Regions from separate parts of the Ovis aries genome. Here region 2 is linked to region 1. The links are chromatin contacts, called in public Hi-C maps. All regions are on one chromosome and are shown on one strand. The core of a region is the stretch at or near the end of the contact, and the rest is flanking DNA. Distances in the headings are between cores, read along the strand shown.

Evidence for each region. Hi-C and Micro-C count contacts between places; a contact is called where the count stands out from the background.
Region 2: a contact with region 1 is called in a Hi-C map of liver, with 5 times the contacts expected there. The contact joins two enhancer-like sites. A contact is called at or near these places in 3 of 16 Hi-C or Micro-C datasets (hypothalamus, liver and skin fibroblasts).

What each region holds. Positions count from the first base shown.
Region 1 is chr8:63,653,891-63,659,638 of ARS-UI_Ramb_v3.0, reverse strand. It overlaps NHSL1 (NHS like 1), which reads left to right. Exons shown (of 7, transcript XM_042253529.2): 1 at 1-5,748. Among named protein-coding and RNA genes, the nearest start is that of NHSL1, 34 kb to the left of the region's middle. Within about 2 kb of position 2,853, at least 2 of the 54 cell types and tissues checked have an H3K27ac peak or open chromatin away from gene starts, as enhancers often do. A contact at or near this core is called in liver, where this site is marked.
Region 2 is chr8:63,755,339-63,761,086 of ARS-UI_Ramb_v3.0, reverse strand. No RefSeq gene overlaps it. Among named protein-coding and RNA genes, the nearest start is that of NHSL1, 67 kb to the right of the region's middle. Within about 2 kb of position 3,581, at least 33 of the 54 cell types and tissues checked have an H3K27ac peak or open chromatin away from gene starts, as enhancers often do. A contact at or near this core is called in liver, where this site is marked.

The DNA of each region.
Region 1 (5,748 bases), core at 1,604-4,103:
TTGGTAAACTAGGGACTCATTACAATCTTGCTATGTAGCCTTTCCCTTATTAATGTCAATGTGCTCAATACATGGTCCACGCGGGATCAATTCTTTGTCTATTGGCTTTGTCTTCCTGGGAAGCAAAACAGTGCTTTTCAGCTCTGGCTGCTGCTCCTTGGGAATCGTGTTGAATTCTGTAGATTTGGCCTTGGGCCCACATATCTGTAGAGTTAAAAGCTCCCTTGGTGATTCTGATGTTCAGCTATGGTTAAAACTCATTGAAATAGACTAGAGCATGCACTTCAAAAAGTTCAGGGAAAGTACAACCCTATTTGGAAAAGTTATTCTGCAGGAACAGGTAAGGAGGCAAAAGGGCACCTCCCCTCCGGCCCCCAAGAGCCAGGGAGAGATTTGAGAAGCCCAGCTGAACTGGCAGTCTCAGGGGCCACCAGAAGTTAAGTTTTTAGGGATTTAGCTCTGTTTGGGCTCCTTCTCCCAGTCCACATTTGATGCTCACCTTATCCTGGAATAGTTGTGAATGGGAGTCCATTCTCTGCTACCAAAGAACAAGTATACATGGTGTCTTAGGAAAGCTTTTTCTCGGTTCTATTGCCTGGAACCTGAGCAGCCAGGGTAGTGTGTTTCTCATGCTTTATTCCCATCCACCCTCCTTCCAGATAATAAATGTGATCAAATAAACTGAAATCCCCTCTCATTCCATCCTTGGAAATTTCCAGTATTCATTAGCATATCAAAGGCTGGGAAAGTCCTGTGGTTAACACAACAACAAAAAAACTTTTTAAAACTTAGAGTTAAATAAACTTATTTGCATTGGAAGAGACTTTTTGCTCCTCTACCTACAATTGAGCTTTTTTTTTCCCCCTCAACACCAGTTTGAGAAAGACTGGCCAAGTCACTTTTTGATTCAGTAATTTACTGAGGGTTAATTTCTGACAGCTGAACCTCTTTTAAAAATCCCCTTTGAAGTTGGACTGAATTAACGAATGGAAGCCTTGCCAAAGCAGTTTACTAATTCATAACTATATCCCTCTGCTTTCTTTGTGTTGCTAAGTACTATAATCTTTGACCTGAAAGGAAGAATACTGCTAACAAGTAAATATTTAAAAGGCCCATGAAGTATAATGTGTATAATGTGCGTGAGTTTGTGCCTGGGGAACCCTTCTGCTTGATGAAAGCAGTGACTTACTTTTCATCTCCTAAATAGGCTGTTGTTTTACAGTAGATTGAAAGGAAGTATTTTAAGTGCTACGGGTTAGATTTTTTTTTAATTTTTATTTTTAGATTTAGTTAGCCATTGGCCTCACTGATTTGAAGGTGGTGTGTAATTCATAACTCCTGAGTGTGTTGGAACTCTGTATGAGTGAGTTAGCATTATTGTGAATGAATGAACTCTGTGCTACCAAAGACGACTTGGAACAGTGTGAGGAAACGGAAACGTGACTCACTGGTGGATTTGAAGAGTACCTAGGGGGCTTGCTAACTTCAGAGCTAGCACTGAGGCGTGGTTTTAAAGCAGGGGGAACATGGATGGGGCGAGGAAACCAGGGTTCCAGTCCCAGCAGTGCCTCTGACTGGCTGGTGGCGATGGCCGAATTTCTGAACTTCTCGGCCTTCATTCTGTCCCTAAGGGGAAGCAGGAATTATCTGTTGCTAGGATAACTGCCAGCCTCAAGGCGTGATGATTCTTTCAGTTCTACAGATTTTCTGGTTTGTGTGGAAGTGGATGTGTATGTTTTAATGGCCTTCAGATGGGATTCATCAAAGCTCCATGAAACAAATCTTTATTTTTAAAATTTGAAGTGAATTGCTGTGACAGAGCATGGTCAGGGGAGTCCACGATAGAGAATGAGGAAGCAAGTAAGCTTTGATTTATAAGGCTGTGGGCATCAGATTTCCTGTGGTTGTGGTATTTAGTATATAGAATGATGCATCTGTGATACTGTCAGAGAAAGGTTCATTATTGTCTACAGGCAGAAATTTTGCTCTATCAGGATTTCTTTTCAAAAGCTATAAAATAGCACCTTGCTACCCTGTTCAATATGCCTCACTATGTTTTGAAAAATACTGAAGATCACCCTACTGAAATATATCCACAGACATTTTTGATTAAGAACAGCAGTCTGATCTTTAGCAACATAGTTTTTGCAATTACTAGTGTATAAAAATAATCTTATGTCCTACTATGTTTATTGAATGACTTTCATGCAGGCTAGATTGATAGGTACATTGAAATACCAGCACTATGCGTGTTAGTAAATAGCTATGTATTCTTTAAAAGTGATAATCTGACTTATCTAATGTTTTAGAGAGGGGGGATAGCAAATATTCTGAGGTTTCTAATTACTTACCTTTAATTTTGGCTATGCGAATACATCAGTTGTCATGGAATAATTGTGGAAATAATTACTGTCATGGAGTAATTGAGATTGAGCAAGCTCTGGGAGTTGGTGATGGACAAGGAAGTCTGGCATGCTGCAGTCCACGGGGTCAAAGAGTGAGACATGACTGAACAACTGAACTGAGTGGATTGTGGAAAAAGCTTATATTTTCAAATGATAACTTTCAAAGTTAATTCATATCTTCAAGTTTCTGTAATTTTATCCTTTTTTTCCCCAGCAGCTTAAACCACAGTGTAATATTTTACTGCAGTGGATTTTTGTGGGTTTTTTTTGATAAAGTGGTACCAATAGTCTCTTACCTATTCTTTTCTAATTATATTTTGCAAATTGTTCTGTTCAAAAACATGCACCTGACAGTAATCATTTCCCTTTATGTATTGACAGTGTCCTACAGTGCTATGTGCTTGATTCATAACCCCACTAGGTGGCGATATTATTATTCTTTGTTTTCTGTGTGTGGCTGGGTTCAGAGAGGCTTGCCCAAGATCAACTTGTCAATAAGTATGTGTTGAAATCAAGAACAGAATCTGTCTCTGCCGAATTCAGATATTTGTTCTGTTCCCCTCTCTGTGCCGTACCAGCATGTCTTGGGGTGGAGGGCAGGAAAGTGGTAAAACCTTGCTTCATACATGATCTATTCAGTAGATTTCTACTGAACACCCACAGACTTAACATTTTTTCTTTTCAAGGAACCATCATTGGATCATTGGTGGACTGGAGAAGGGGCAATGTGGCTGGTTAGACCTCAGTTACCTGTGGCAAATTAAGAAATCCCATATCAGTTTCATGGTGCTTGTGAGTTCTTGGTGGGAAGTGTAAATAAACAAAATATCTGCTTTGGGTTGGGGGGGATTGGTCAGAAATGATGCCGGGGAAGGGGCACTGAGATGAATCTAGAAGGGGTCGGGTTGGACTCTGCTAGGGGGCCTAAAGTAGACTGAGAAGTCTGGGTTAGACTAGCCGTGGTGGCTCCTGAGTGGCGAGGGCTGTGGTTCAAGGCTGACGTGGCAGGACGTGGAGGCCAGACTGACCAGCTCAGATGGATCGAACTAAACTGGAAGCTGCGAGAATTCTCCTTAGGGCAAAAGGGAGGAGGGAAGAGGGACCTTGACTGTTGCTTTATTTCATTTTTAAAATTATTTATATATGACTCTGCTGGGTCTTTGTTGCTGCTCACCAGCTTTCTCTAATTACGGCAATCTGGGGCTACTCTAATTGTGGTGCCTGGGCTTCTCATTGCAGTAGCTTCTCGTTGCAGAGCACACGCTCTGCAGTAGTTGTGGCCAACAAGTGTAGTTGCCCCATGGCATGTGGAATCTTCCCGGACCAGGGATTGAACCCGTGTCCCTTGCATTGCAAAGCAGATTAACCTCTGGACCATCAAGGAAGTCTGGCTCTTGCTTTATTTAAAAGGAGGTTATCTTTGAGTCTGGGTATGAAGGTAGGAAGGAGTGAGGTTTAAAGGAAAACCTGATGGTTTGGAACAACAGGGGTGATGTAAGTGCAGAAACACTGCAGAAAGATGAGGGCCCAGTGGAGGTGGGCGGTCCGACTCGTGGTCAGGCTGTTTCCCCTTTTTACGAGGTGTTAGGGACTAACAGGATGAGAATGAGCACCAAGTTACAGGGACCTAAGGAGGAGGGAGGGCTTGGGGTGGGGGAGGAGGGGACCATCCTGACTCTAGACAGACCCTGTGCTGAGGAGCAGAGCATGGGCAGGGGGGAGGCATTTTATTGTTTGTCCATTTGAAGGAGAGAAAAACAGGCTCTAGAAAAAGAGATCGGAAGTGCCAGGTAGCAAATGCATTCATGCTGCAGACGGTGGTCCAGGAGGCAGGAGTGAACCAGGAGAGGGAAGATGGGTTATGTGAAGGAGGTTTTGCAGTGAAACGGAGAAACAGGGAGGTGAGGAGTTGGGGATGAGGAGTCTGGCAGGTCCCCCACTGAAGGAGAGGCTTGCTAGGCAGCTGTGGGGGCCCCACCCTGTGCTGAGCAGTGAGGTTTATCAGTCTTACCCAGCCAGCTGTTGCCCACCCTGACCTGTAGCTCCCCTCCAGGGAGTTAGTTAGTACACAGCCAGTGACCTCCAAACTTGTCTGATAAGCCCCCAGGTGCTTCCCTGGCTATTTCTCGCGAGGTTTCTGTGTGTCTGGGATGGGGCCCTGGGGTCTGTATTTTAATAAACATCCTGCAGGCCATGCCAATAGGCAGGCAAGTTTGGGAAACACTGACATGGATTCTAGGGTGTCCTAAAGGCTGGACAGTGTCCTCTGTGATATTTCTTCTTGAGCTCCACAAGCCATGGCTTGTGTAAGTACAAAGACACTTCAGAATTTTAACCTGCAGGTTATTGAAGTGAATGGATATTTGACTGTTTCCATCTTATAAAATACCCTCAGGTTTTTTAGTTTTATGCAGGATTCTTTGTTCCTAAAAGCTTTGACCAGTGTCTGAATACTACAAGTACTCCATCCCTGAATTTACCCAAGCCTAGGGCTTCCTGGATGACTCCTGGTCAAGAATCTGCTTGCAGTGCAGGGGATGCAGGAGACGAGGGTTCAATCACTGAGTCAGAGAGATCCCCTGGAGAAGGAAATGGCAACCCACTCCAGTACTCTTGCCTGGAAAACCCCATGGACAGAGAAGCCTGGCGTGTCCTGAGTTGGATGTGATATAGCACGCACACATCTACTACTTGGGGCTTTACGGAAGATGGATTATTCTCTTCTGCCACCTGCTGGTCAACTACATGCAAACCATATTGAGTTTTGAGAGTGGCTCCAGCCTCAAGATTTCAAACATGATTTTCAGTAGAGCATAGTTGAAGCAAAAAGTCTTCTAATAAGGCCATCTGCTCTGAATTAAATCTTGTACACTTAATGTTGCAAATCTGACAAAGTTAATTTCCTCTTCTCACTGCAGCCTTTTTTCCAGCCCAGGTGTTAAAAGACTAATAACAACAGCACATTCTGAGAGATCAGTTAACCTGTGTTAATCTCAGCAAGAATAGTTTTTTATGCCTCATGTCTGTTTTATGGACATATGATTCCGGCAGTTCAAAACCGTGATGAAGACAGATGGGATTCAGGCTCCCGAGTGTTGGAAGGGTATGATCTTGGAAAATTTCTTCACCTCTCTTAAGAGCAGTTTGTTTTCAGTGCATCTGCATCGTCATCATGATCGTTATTTTGAACTGTGCCTGACTCTGGGTCCCTTCTTTGCCAATGACCTGACAGTTACTTTCTGAAAATGTTCTGGAGTATCTCAGCTAATGTTACAGTGTTGCACACAGGCTCTCCAGATTCTTTGTTTCCTCATCTAGAAGATGAAAGTGTGTGACAGCATAA
Region 2 (5,748 bases), core at 2,332-4,831, 100 kb before region 1:
TTTTTTTTTTTTTTTTCCCTGATATTTCTCTGCAGCCACTTTTCAGGCCCATTCCATGAAGTCCTGGGCCAACCCAGGACTGCATGCTTGAAACTCTCCCATGGAACTCAGGCCATTTATTTACTTTGTCCACTGCATTCTTTAATCAACTGGATACTCCACAGTCAACCTTTTAATGATGATCTTAATTGTGACCTTGATCCCCCTGAAATTCTCACTGTGCTAATTTGCAACCATGTGTTCTGCTTCGGGGCTTCTAGAGTGCAGGGAAAGTTAGATTCATGTACCTCGTACACAAGTCATCCAGTTCACCTAAGCTCTTATTCAGTAATTCTTATATCCACCACTTGTTGAGTTGCTAAGAAACTCCCCACCATTTCCTCTTTCTTATATCCGCTCCAAACAGATGATTTTTGCTCTCTCCTTATTGGACACCTAGGCCATCTGGCAACTTCATCTGTATTCTTGATCTCATCCTTCCATACTCACTTAATTCTCTCCAGAATCTTCAATCCCTTGATCACCCACTATTTTTTCTCTTCATAAATTCCTATGCATTTGACTGAAGTAAAAGGAAAATTCACCCCACAGGAGTTTAGCTAGTGCTTCTCAAACTGTAAATACATCTGAATCACCTGGGGAGCTTGTTAAACTAGATTCAGTCAGTCTGAGGCCTGAGATTCTGTAGGTCTAACAAGATCACAGGTGATGCTATTGTTCCTGGTCCCCAGACCACAAGGATTTACTTGAAGTGCATATATGTGTGTTAAGTCGCTTCAGTTGTGTCTGACTCTGCAGTTCTATGGACAGTTGGCTGCCAGGATCCTCTGTCCATGGGATTCTCCAGGCACAAATGCTGCAGTGGATTGCCAAGTCCTCCTCCAGGGGATCTTCCCAACCCAGGGATCGAACCTGTCTCTTATGTCTCCTGCATTGGCAGGTGGGTTCTTTACCACTAGTGCCCCCTGGGAAGCACTTAAGGGCATACAGGGTCATCCTTATGGGGTAAGTGCAGTATTTGCATGATGGCTTTTATTCTCCAGGGCTGTCTCTCATGGCCTCGAGATCCTGCCACTGTTTCAGACATTCCATCATGATCTGAGTACATTCAAAGGCAGGAGGCAGGGTTTGACCAGAGAGGGGAGAATGAAAGAGCCTTCTTTTCTTTCTCGTCTCATCAAGGAGGTGAATATTTCTTGAAGCCTCCCACTTCCCCTTAAAATTTATTGGCTTATAGTTGGGTCACACCTGACCACTAACTGTCAGAACAGGATGGGACAGAAAGATTATGACTTATTTCAGAGGCTGGACATACCAGTACACAAGGCGAGTTCTGTCAGCAGCAGAGGGGTGGAGATGGCCCACTGAGGCAGGCAGTGTCATGGTTCTCATAGTGGCATCTTGAGCCAGACCTGGCTTTCAAGCATTTATTTAAGGGAAAGGTGTTTTAATAATATTGCTTTATCTAATTAGTTTTTGAGCATCATTTCATGTTTTCTCTATGAATATTCCAATATCTATTCATGTTCTAACACTGTGAATATACAAAAAAAAAAAAAAAAAGCCACTGAACTGTATACCTTAGGTGAATTGTAGGTCTGTGAATTCAGCACGTTATTTCTGGTCCCTTGCACTGGGAGCACCCTAATGGGTGGGAAGGAGTCAGCTTTGCTGACGGTACTTTTATTTCTAGCCCATGCTTCACACACAGGCGCTCAGCAAATATTTCTTGTGGCAATCGCACACTTTTATACTGTACCTGATGTTTATACAGTGCTTCATAAATTTCAAAGGATTTCTTTTTTTTTTCAGGGAGAGCAGCAGTTCCTTTGTGCCTCAGAACACCACAAAGGTGGTCAGAGTGGGTGATTATGAGATTGTTATTCGTCCCTATTGTGAAAAATGATCAGTTGTACAACAAGGGAAAAAGACCAAAACCCATTTCTGTTCACTAACTTTCATCTGGAGGGCTCTCTCAGGCCTGTTGGTCTTGCACTCATATCTCTCTAGAGAAAGGGGAGCCACTTTGTAGTACAATTAGCACCGCTCTGGGAGACTGATTCCCAAACTGCAGCCCAACAGCACGGCAATTCGGGTCACTTGGGGGGCAGAAACCAAAGAACCGAGATCCCTTTGCTGAGCAAACATAGCAATGAGGCCAGCCGGGTTTTGGCTTCGGGGTACTGGACTCCGAAAACGCTTCTAACCAGAAGGTTTGAGTCAGTGGGGTGTTCTACGGCCATGACCTCAGTAGCATTTAACTAAATGTCTCCCAGGTACATAATTCAGGGTTCTAGGTTCTGATCCGCCCCTTATCCCCTTGCGTTCCCCACTTTCCCAACACACACACACACACACACCCACACACACACCCCTCACCCCCACCCCCCCCCACCCCCCCGGGGGAAGAAACCCAGGTTCGGCACATTTACAGCCAGGACCTTTCCAGATGGAAGGGAGGGAGGCAAGGGAGGAGCCATCTTGCCAACAAACACTTGAAGCCCCCCTGCAAAAAGAAGTCCTTAGAGTCCTCCTCCTGCCCCTAATTTGGAGGTGCGCACTCCTTGTCTGTTACAAAACCACTAGCCACTGGACGATCTAACGATGTCCTCATTTAGATCCACCACAGCAGCCCGGAAGCCCTGGCCGCTTTCCACTGGGGGGACTGGAGAACTCCTGGGGACCCACAGAGGCCCCGGGGTGTCCCCGCGGGGTGGGGGTGCGCTGACCTGGGCCTCGCGGGCAGAAGCGCAGGTGAGCAGCCGCAGCTGGGCTTGCCGCCTCCGCCCCCGCGGGGCCCAGCCCTCCCCGCACTGGGCCGGGGGCGGTCGAAGGCTCTGTCCAGCCGCCGGGAGGCTCTGGCGGGAAGTGTGGCAGAGACATCGGAGACCCGGGACCCGGCGACAGTGCACGGCCGGCCAGGGTGCGCCCAGGCGCGGGGCCACCACCTCCCCGCGGGCGCCGGGCGCGGCGGCCGCGGGAGCCGCAGGTGGTTCCCCGGGCCGGCCCTTTTCTCCTCCCCCTTTCCTTTCTCTCGCCTCCCCTCCCTCTTGCCCGGTGTCGGCGGCACTTCCCCCGCTTCCTCCTCCCTCTCCAATCGGGAGGGAGGGAAGGAGCCGCCGGCTCTTTCCTGCCTCCCTGCAAACTTCAGCGGGACTCGCGTCTCCAACTCGCCGCCGCGCCCCCAGCTCGGGAGCTGCTCCCGAACTTCCTCTGGCCGCGCGGCTCGGGAGCCCCGGCGGCTGGAAGGTCGCCGCCGGGCGCCAGGCGGCCGCCACTCGGACCCCCCAGAGCCCTTCGCCGCGGCTCCCCGGGCGGCCGCCTCTCCCTTCTTCGCCGCCCGCCCGTCGGTCCGTCCCGCCCGCTCGCCTCGCTGCTCCCCGGCGGGCAGGAGCTCCGCCGGCCCTCAGCGCCCCGCCGCCGCCCGGACTTTTCTTTGTGTTGGATGCGGACTCGCGCCCCGCGCAGATTGGGGCTGGACTGACCGCCGCGCTCCCGCGCCGCCCCCCCGGCCATGCCCTTCCACCAGAGGACCGTGGAGCCCGCGCGGCTGCGCCGGCCCGAGGCGGCCGGGGCGGCGGACGCGCCGCTCTTCCGCTCGCTGGAGCAGGTCAGCTCGCACGCCCTGGTCTGCCTGCTAGCGCAGCTCGCCGACCTGTCGCGCTGCGCCGGGGACATCTTCGGCGAGCTCGAGAGCCAGGCGGCTGCCCTGGGCCGCCGCACCGCCGCGCTGCACCGCCGCCTCGACGCCCTGCACGCCGCCACCGCGCGCCTGGACCACCGCCGAGTGAAAATCCGTGAGTGGAGGGAGGCTCGGGGGAAGGGAACGAGGCGGGGAGGCGCCGGGCTGGCTGCTCCCTCTCGCCCCCTGGCGGCTCCGGGCCGGCTCTCGGGAGTCCGCGCTGAGCCTCGGAGCCGCCCGCGCGAGGGTCGGGCTCCCGAGTGGGGATGGCGTGATCTGAGACCCGGTGGCCGTGCAGGTGGCGGGCGCGTGCGGCGCTCTCGGGTTCCGAAGGTTGCTGGCCGCCTCGATGGAGTGGGCGCCCTGATGGCTTTGGGCTGTCCGTCTGTCCGGTCCTTCTCTCTGTGTAGGAGGCTGAGAGGAGCCCCTGGGGCGCTGTCGGCAGAGGAGGAGCCAAGGTCGTGGGAAAAGGGTCAGAGGAACGTAGCCTGTTGGAAGAGCCAGGGTACTGGATGGGTATGGATTTATGATGATTCTAATCCTCGAGACTTCAAGAGGATCCGTTTGTGAAAATCTCAAAGGTTCTCAGAGTGTTGGGGCTGCCGGTCACTTCTCTGACCGGTGCTCTTAAAAATAAAAGTATGCTTTTAGTTAAGGGTTTTCTCTTTTGGTGCTAATTCTTGCCGACCCCTAACCGCTTAGCCGACCAGTTCTTTGTAATTCAGGGGTCCTTGACTTTGTAGTGAGACTCAAAATTCCAATCGTCCTTGTCTGACCTCCTCCAACCCTGAAAATCAAGTATCTGTCCCTAGGTAGTGATCTCTTCATGCAAGCATTTCGGTTCAGTAGCTTAACTAGCTCTAGTGAATGAAGTAACTAGAATTTCCTTCTGGCCCAAAATAGAGAAACTTTAAGCGTGATGTTTGTGTGGTTTCTCTCCTTTTGGTAGGTGGACTTGATCATAATCCTAAACGTGAAGAGTAAAGTGGAGATGGATTGCAGGGTGGGAGGGGAGGTGTAACACACGGCCTAGATTTCAGCAGCTCAGGATGAAATACTGTGTCTCTTCGAATTACTTCATATGCAGTCTTGAATAGCTGGTTTTAATTTTTTTTTCTTCTTCCTAGAGAAGGTTAACTATATTTTACCACCTTACAACTGGAAGAGTTCATTTTTAGTACTTTAATACCAGTGAGATTGCTTGTTGTCATACATCTTTCTCCAAGTTGTGAAGTTACCACATAATGGTTTTACATTTTACAGTTCATCTCTTTGATATTGCTGTCAACACATCCTTATACGTTGTGGGCTCTTCCCACCGAGGGTGAGTTCCCTGTATCCCAACCCTGCCCTCTAAAAAAAAAGTCAGAGAAGAAGAAAAATCAGTCTCAAAATTGTTGGACCTAAGTAGAATATATCTACTTAAAGTGAATAATGACCCCATGCATTAGGATATATTGTCTTAGTAGAAAGTCCTGGTCATCCCATAATCACGAGTTGCTTCTATACCTTTCCCATGTAGTGTCTGTGTGTAGGTGAAGGAGAATTTCACCCTTGAGGAATGCTGTGATGAGGCAGATCTGATTGCTAGGTGAACTGATCTATTGTGGGAATTGAAAGACTAGAAAAAACTCCCTGAAGTTTCAGAATTCCTTCTTTAGACAGTTTTGTTTTACATTTAAATGTATCACTTTTCTCTCTTTTCATAGATATGCACCAATAGCTAAGATTTGCAGCCAAATATCCCCCCCCCCCATTCCCTGAGTTAACTAAGGTCATCCTAATTAGTGACTAAAATAACTCTTTTTAAAACTTTTCACAAGTTTCTTTGAATCTTTGATTTCATCCCAGAAAACCTGGCTCATCTTTTTTTTTTTTTTCAGTGATGGAGATATAAGGCTTTTATTGAATATAGTTATGTCTGAGAGTAGAAGTACAAATGTAGAGAAGAAATCTGAACTATAAACGTGTTTCTATGGTTTTTTTACCTTCACACACTTAACTTTTTTATATGCTAAAATGAGTTGAAATGTTATGCATTCATCTTATTTAGACTCAGGTAAGAT